Regions from separate parts of the Mus musculus genome. Here regions 2 and 3 are each linked to region 1. The links are chromatin contacts, called in public Hi-C and promoter capture Hi-C maps. All regions are on one chromosome and are shown on one strand. The core of a region is the stretch at or near the end of the contact, and the rest is flanking DNA. Distances in the headings are between cores, read along the strand shown.

Evidence for each region. Promoter capture Hi-C pulls out the DNA fragments that hold promoters and counts their contacts. Hi-C and Micro-C count contacts between places; a contact is called where the count stands out from the background.
Region 2: a contact with region 1 is called in a Hi-C map of regulatory T cells, with 9 times the contacts expected there. The contact joins the promoter of Chchd3 here to the promoter of Mtpn in region 1. A contact is called at or near these places in 2 of 39 promoter capture datasets (liver and pre-B cells), 2 of 484 Hi-C or Micro-C datasets (double positive thymocytes and regulatory T cells) and 1 of 9 other capture datasets (adipose tissue).
Region 3: a contact with region 1 is called in a promoter capture Hi-C map of pre-B cells, with 2.7 times the contacts expected there. The contact joins the promoter of Exoc4 here to the promoter of Mtpn in region 1.

Annotation. Positions count from the first base shown.
Region 1 is chr6:35,538,565-35,541,204 of GRCm38.p6, reverse strand. It overlaps Mtpn (myotrophin), which reads left to right and starts at 1,317. Exons shown (of 4, transcript NM_008098.4): 1 at 1,317-1,666. The coding sequence starts at 1,595.
Region 2 is chr6:33,058,911-33,061,550 of GRCm38.p6, reverse strand. Chchd3 (coiled-coil-helix-coiled-coil-helix domain containing 3) reads left to right here and starts at 1,291. Exons shown (of 8, transcript NM_025336.2): 1 at 1,291-1,551. The coding sequence starts at 1,471.
Region 3 is chr6:33,247,779-33,250,418 of GRCm38.p6, reverse strand. It overlaps Exoc4 (exocyst complex component 4), which reads right to left and starts at 1,291. Exons shown (of 18, transcript NM_009148.4): 1 at 1,181-1,291. The coding sequence starts at 1,266. It also overlaps the pseudogene Gm1401.

The DNA.
Region 1 (2,640 bases), core at 68-2,567:
TTAATTGCCATCACACACTTAAGTATTTTCCACCATAGAAAGTAAATGTACATAATTCACGTTGTTGAGTTGGCAAGATGGCTCAACCAGGAAAGATGCTTGTGACAAAGCCCGATGGTGACCTAAATTCAGTCACTAGGACCTACATAAGAGTACTCTCCCACAAGTTGTCCTCTGAGTTTACACGTATGCACACTCATGCCCACATCAGTGCATCTGTACACAAGCACGTACGTATGCAATTAAAAAGAAATAAACCTACTGACACCGTTGTCTCAACTACGTGTTGAAGATTTCCTTCTGAGAAAAAAAAAGTTTTATTCTTTCCTTTTTATTTCCTTCTGGTGGATGTCCCAAAGAAACTGCATGGTTGAGGAAAGGGAGAAGAAAGGCCAAGAGTGGTAGTGGGAGAGAGAGGAGAAAAGACCAAGGGAGAGAGCCCCACCCAGCCACTGATGTATGAGAATAGGAATAGAGTTTGATGCCTAAAGGTAAAACAAACCAGTAGGTCCCACACGTATGCACTCAACAGGAAGCGCTAAGTGGGTTCAGAGAGCTCAACACAAGACCCGAGCACTGCTGCAGAGATGGCTCAGAGGTTAAGAGCACTGGCTGCTCTCGCAGAGGAGCCCGGCTTGGTTCCCAGCATGGCCCATATGAAGGCTCACCGCTGTCTGTATCTCTAGCTCTCTCAGATTTTATGCTTCCTCTTGCCTCTTCGGGCACTCGCACACATTGGTTCACATAAATGTATATATTCTGTCAAAACTATCATACACGTAAATGAAAATTTGGTTTTTGGTTTTTTGTTTTTGGTTTTGTTTTAAGAAGAGAGGTCACATAAAGTTGTGAAGGAAAAGTAGTGGTGAAGTGGAGAAGGGATTCAGGAATGAATTTGTTCAAAACATACTATATGCATAGATGAAAGTCTCAATAAAAATGTTTTGAGAGTGGGTTGGTTTTTTGTTTTTCCTCTTTTACTAGTTTAAAGTGGGATAGTAAGAGAGAGAGAATCTAAACACATTATTATTATTATTATTATTATTATTATTATTATTATTATTATTAGTTATTTTTAGAATTATTAGAAAGTGAGCCCTGGAAACTAACGTTCCCCTCTGTCGTGGAACTGGAGTGTCCTACTCCCATCCAACACCTCCCCAGGTTCAGCCCCTGATTTTCCTGACCTCCAGGAACATTCTACTCAGCCTCACGGCCCCGCCCATTGGAACCACGCCTCTACTCTGCCTTGGCCGGCCAGGATAATGCGCCTGCGCAAAAGTGGCTCTCCTGAGGTAAGCAGTCGGGGCGGGGTCCCGAGCAGAGCTTTCTGGAGAGAGGAAGAGGAAGAGGAAGTGGGAGGCGGGCCCTAGCGGGGCGTGAACCGGAAGTGTAAGCGTCCTGCTTCTCCTCAGCTAGGCGGAACCTGCTCTGCTGGGCCCAACGGCTGCAGAAGAACTTTCTCCCGCCCGAACCGTAGCCGCGACCCGCAGTCTCGCCCGCTCAGCGGCCTGAGGCGCGTCGCTTTCTCGTGTCCCCTCGTCGGGCCTAATCGCCGCTCCTGCCCGGCCCGCCGGCCCACCCCGCTGCAGTCATGTGCGACAAGGAGTTCATGTGGGCCCTGAAAAACGGAGACTTGGATGAGGTGAAGGACTATGTGGCTAAGGTGAGCGGGGATGCGCGGCGCTGATGCTGCGCTGCGGCGGGGTGGGTGGTCGTGAAGCCCAGGGCGTGGGGGACACCGGGAGCTGGGCCAGCTTGGGAGACTCGTGGACGCCGCAGGGCCTGGATCTGGGTGGCTCCTCGGTGCCAGGTAACCGCTGTGTTGTTGCTAAGGCGGCTGTGGCCTGTCCCAGCCCCGCAGGTAACGGGCGCCTGGTTGTCTCCCTCGATCGGCACGGGCCGGCCCTCTAATACCCCGGGTACTGCAATCTTTGAATGAGGCATTTCTCCATCTTGGCCTCGCACCGGGTTCCTGAGAAGGAAACCCGAGCAGTTCGAATCGGGAACGATTTCCTGAACGTGCGGCCTGGTGGAGATGGGGAGGATTCAGAGGATCCGTCACCCGTGAAATGAGCTGCCCCAAAATAGCCATAGTTAAATTTCTGAAACTTGGTGTCACTTCGCTCTGAAAGTCTTTAACTTGGGTGTGGCCTTTTTCCTCTCCACCACCACCACATAATATGTGTATGTGTGTGTATCGTTTGCTTCGAGTGGTAAGGTTGCCATTTGGCATCTGGGGTGTTGGGAAATCGGAGTAGTTTTCAAAAAGCCTTTTAACTTGGGGTACTCCATTATTTCATCTGAAGTCCGCGCGCGTGTGTAGTAAATAGTACTGCAGTCTGATCACGCTATGTTTGGGATATGGTTAAGAAACCCAAATTCAAAACCATACTTGGAGGTACTTGGAAAGTTCTGACCTGGCCTGCCTTTGGGTCTTAAATTGCTCCTTTTGTAATTGTAAGGAGAACTTCTATAGTTTTATTATTATTATTATTATTATTATTATTATTTTCCGAAAGTAGAATTTTGTGACAACTGTGAACATCTTGGTCCTCTTCAAAAAGTGTGAGCCTGCGGTCAAGATTTTAAATCTTAAAAGGTGTGAGCGGTGGCATCCTGCCTCACAGGACTTGTTTT
Region 2 (2,640 bases), core at 42-2,541, 2.5 Mb after region 1:
TGCTGGGATATAGCAGCGGGAGGGACATAGTGTCTTGCGCTACAGATTCTGACATGCTGACAAATAACTGAAGCTCAAAAATATTTCTTCAACATTGTGGATCCCTTTGGCCTAGGAGGATGCCATGGTATGCTGTATTCTCTGTCTTTTAATGTTGAGAAGGGCAAATTGAAAAAGGTATTTTTGTTCAGCTAGTTCTGTCCCCTCCCCTCCCATCCCCCTTCTGCCCCACTCTTCTTCTTCCCTCTTGTTTTTTCTCCTCCTTCACATAGCTCAGGCCTGGGGCATTGCATAGACAACTGAGCTACATCAGTAGTCCCATCCATCTAATTTCTAAATGAAAGGGTATTTCTCTGGCTCCATAAATCTAAGATCATACTGTACTTTTAGCAACAGTGTTTGACAGCAAACAAACAAACAAACAAACAAAAAAGCAAAACAAAAAAACCCTAAAATCAACCAAATAACCAAATAACAACAAAACTGAAACTGTGTGTGTGGTTATCCTAACATTTTTAGACTTCTTGGAGGTAAAGTACCAAGCTAGAAACTTTCCAAAACAGATCATCTCTACTTTGTCTAACGCTGCTATAACTCCTCCATGAACGGACCATTTTCCTCTGTCTAATCATCCTGTGATCTAACTTATGTAAGTGAATAAGAGACACAAACACGAGAAGCAGTGTTCTGTCTGTATCTTTGTGTAAATAATTTTTCCTGTGCATTTTTGCATGTAGATTTGAAAGCCCTACATTAAAAGTTGCATTTCATACAGACTGACAAATACCAAAGTCATAAGATAGGAACATAGGCATATGTAGTCTCGGCCCCTTTAAAAGACTAAGTGGCAAAATGCTAAGTTTAGTTGTTACAGGTTTGTGAATTGGAATATACAAGTTGTTTGTTTAGGGGAGTGCATCTTCCATATCTAGCTTTGAGAGCCTGTATTTACCTAACTTACCTAAGGTTCTAGAGTCAACTGCAAAACAAGCTGGTTGGGTGAACCAACTTTTTTGAAAGTAGACCAGAAGGAGGCCTTCAGGGCTGTCAAGACTACAACTCCCAGAATGCTCGGTTCACTTTACAGTTTAGGGAGTGAGACCTGTCACAGCACCTATCGCTCCGGATCGAGACTACAATTCCCATTATTCTCAGAGGCTCCGGAAGCCCTATTAAGCACCACCTGTTGCCATAGCATCCGGGTCCAATCCAGCCAATCCTAGTGCACCTTCTGATAAGAGGCGGGCAGTTTGCTTCTCGGGCTAACCCGAAGCGGCCTACTTCTGGCACGTGACCGGAGGAGGCGGGCTTTTGGGACCGGCGCCTTCTCCTTGCTTCTTTTTTGGGGTCGTGGCCTTGCTCCTGCCCTGCAAGAGAAGCGTCCAGGGCTTTCACGCGCAAGTGTGCGCGTGGGTCCTGACGTGCTCGTAGGTCCACGCTCCAGACTCTGCGGGGACAGAAGCAGGAGCCATGGGCGGGACCGCTAGCACCCGCCGGGTCACCTTCGAGGCGGACGAGAACGAGAACATCACCGTGGTGAAGGGCATCCGGGTGAGTGCCGTGGGCGGGCGGAGGGCAGCCTTTGACCTCGGATCCCAACGCTGAAATGTGCCTGGGACAGCTGCACCTGCTTTCTCCGCTCTCGGCCCGCCCTGCTGTCCCGCTAGAAGTCTGGGTCTCTGGGAAGAAGCTCGTAGTTTCAAGACTCCGAACCTCCATTCAGAGAAAGTTCTTGGTTGTGTGCCAGGAGCCATGCACTGTGCCGGGGTGGTGGTGCCGGGTCACCACGGTCGTCCTTGCTCACTAGTTGCAGGACTTTATTAAAACTCTTGCTTCACTGTGCTGGTCCGTGTGCCTCCTGTACAGGACCCAAGCCCTTCTTTTCCACGCACAGTTCTTTCTCAGAGTGAATTGGTGTTTTAAGGATTACTCTTCTTTGCCTCTGTTATTCCCTGCCCCTCTTCTGGTATTACCATTCAAGTCATTCCTGACCCTGCTGCTAATTTCTGGCTTCTGGCTCTTTCCCTTCCACCTGATAATTTCGTTTTCCCAGGCGCCTCCCCTGTGGTTTGTTGGCCCAAGTTATGAACCTGACCCAGTTGGACTATACAGGCCTATAACTGCCAGCCTGCTAGGGGCGGAGGTCGGTTTGCAGGCCTTCAAGGTTGTAGAACTGAGACAACTTCTAAGGGATCGTTATAGAGACTTATTAAATGCCCTCTGCATGTACTTGATACATGAACTGAAAACTTGAATTTCCTCTAGGGCGTTAGTATACACACTAACAACTTTAATATTCTCCTTTGCCTCGACTTTGGAGCTTCATGCTTTGGGAAGTACACTTACTTGTATCTAGTAAATAGAGCACTATGACTTCAGAAGGTTTTAGAGTACTTTATATTTTCTGTCTACTGCTTTTACACAACTACTCTTAATTAACTATGTAAGAGTTACAAGGAAATAAAAACTTAAAAACATTTCAACTGCTTGAAAACTTTTTCCTTTGAAATTTGTTACTTTGAAAAGAACTTATTAAAGTTTTATTGATTAGAAACCCCAGACTGTTGAACTGAGTTTTTGAGTCTGTGACCAGCAATTCTCACTCTACTAGTGATAGAGCCCTTTGCCTGCTGTGGTTTA
Region 3 (2,640 bases), core at 42-2,541, 2.3 Mb after region 1:
AACTAAGAATGTGTGCCTGCAGTGTTTTCTCTTCAGGGCCTACAAAGTGTATCACTTTCACAGACAGTTCTATCCTCTCGTTTTAAAATAAAATTGATAAAAACAGGCCATTCTCTTAAACTCTGCCATAAACCAATACACGGGTCCTTTTCAGTCGATTAAATGGTAAACTTTTAAAGCCTTTCAAAGCTTGATTTACCCATTCTCTCAAGGGCTTAACCTACCAGATTCTGGTGGATCCTAGGTTTTAAAAAGATAATCAGGATCATTACAGGAGCTCTCTTAACTCAAATCAAAGTGAAGGATAAGTCGAGGAAAGTGGGAAGCAAGGGGTATTTGTTTTAGGAAAATATATGGGATGAAATGCAAATGACAACAATGGATAAGTGTGTCATAATGCATTTTATTCAGGCTGATCTAAGTCTGTTTAACATTTTAAACATTTAAAAATAAGAAGAAGAAGACTAGTAAATAGTCAACCACCCCCACTCTCACCCTAATAGTTTAGGGAAAAAGTAATGAGGAGGGCAGTTTGAAATTCTATTTTTGTATGGTTTTGAGTAAGAAACTGGAATAAGAAAGCAATAAGAAAGAAAGAAAGAAAGAAAGAAAGAAGAAAGGAAGGAAAAGGAAAGAAAAAAGCAAAACAAGAAGGAAGGATGGATGGATCACTTTAATATTCAATGCTAACAGCTCACGCAAAACCTAGGATCTGAAGCTGTGGCTATTCACAGGTAGTGGAAAGTGCCCAAAGTTGGACACTCTGCAACTCCTAACAGGAAACTTGGGCCTGATCCCCACGAGCCCAGGACACCTCCCGGCCTTCAGGAGTGTGCACAGCACCAGGGTCAACCAGAACCTGTTGTAGGAATGAATGAGTACACCTGCGCTGGGTTTCTTCCCGAACCCAAGCGGGCCAGCTTTTAGGACCGGGGACAGAAGTAAAGGCCATGCCCCGAGGAGAAGACTGGGGAGGTGGGGTGTCCTCCCCTTAACCCCGGCCCCAGAGAGTCTTAGAACACTGCCCGGCGGGGGCGGGCAATAGGCCCTGGGGAGGGGCGGGGGAGGCCAAAAGGGAGAGAAGGGCCGGCGGATGGGGCCCAGCCGATGCCTCTCCCTTCCACCGCGGAAGTCCAGCCGCTGCCCTGACCTCACCCTGCCTGCCTCCTGCCTCCCTCACCTGATCACCGAGATGAGCAGCCCCGAGGGGTCTTTGCTTTTGCTGACTGTGCTCCTGTATTTCCCACCAGCTGCTTCTGCCGCCATCTTGGTACGGGAGCGAGAGCCAGGTGCTTGACAGGACCGGGAAAGTGTAAACTCCGCGGCTGACCCGGAACATCCACCAATGGCAGAAGAGAAGCGCTTAGGCGCGGAAGTGAAAAACCCAATCCCTGGAGTTAGGAGGCGGGACTGAGACTCAGCTGGAGGCTGAGGCTCCTGTCCTCTCTAAGCATTCTGGGAAATGTAGTTCTTCTGCCGGTCCCGGGCATGCCTGGACAATAAACCAAGGGCAACTTCATCAAGCCTCCTTACTGTCTCTTTAGATCTCTTCAGACAGACCTTAAGTTGTTTTTCAGTTTACTCCATTTTATAATTTTACACGCTTTAACTTAATGTATCTGATGATAAATTGCAGATTCTTCTATTTAAACAAAGGTCCCAAAAGAATGCTTGTGTGTGCAAAAATATTAACTTCAAATACCATCTTTAAATCAACCAAATGCAAAAATGTACACGCACAGAGATTTTTCTTTGGTATTTTTCTGAGACTGAATGTTTCTATATTCGTCTTATGTACAAGTTCACTGTTGCGGTTATGCCAAGTCGCAGGCTGCAGGCTGTGAGGGGGAAAAGTACCTGTCCTAGGGGCTGTCACATATATATATATAGTTTCTCATGTTGTGGTGACTCCCAACTATAAAATTATTTCATAGCTACTTCATAACTGTACCTTTGCTATTGTTGTGACTTGTAATGTAAATATTTGATATGCAGGATATCTGATATGCAACCCCAAAGGAGTCAACCCCACAGGTTGAGAACCACAGACCAATTTCAATGGATACAGGAAAATCTTTTGTAGAAATTCAACCATACTTTTAAAATAAAAGCACTCAAAAAAAAGTCCCAAAAAGGAGGAACCACTGCAGTTCTTCGGGCGGGGGGGGGGGGGGGTTACTCTCATAGCACACCTTGTATCAGCACAGCAGCGGTGGCGGCTTCCAGAAGGGTCTGGGCGTCTGGTGGAGAGGCACAAAGTCCAAGCACTTTCCCTCCAGTCGGTGTTGTGGGGCGACTGAGACCATGGAGGAGTCGGAGGAGTCGACACCTGCTCTGCACAGAAGGAAACGGCGCTCCACACCTTTAGCTCCAGCCACACCACCTTCACAAACAACAGAGAAAAGCCCATACTTCCAGACCACAGAAATCTCACTTTGGACAGTGGTGGCTGCTATTCAAGCTGTGGAGAAGAAGATGGAATCCCGGGCTGCCTGAGTGCAGAACCTGGAGGGACGTGCAGGGTCAGCAGAGAAGAAGCTGGCTGACTTCGAGCCAGAGAGTTCAGCAACCAGCCGGAGGGCAAGTGGGCCGTGCTGGGGACCCTGCTGCAGGAGTACAGGCTGCTACCGCCACGACTGG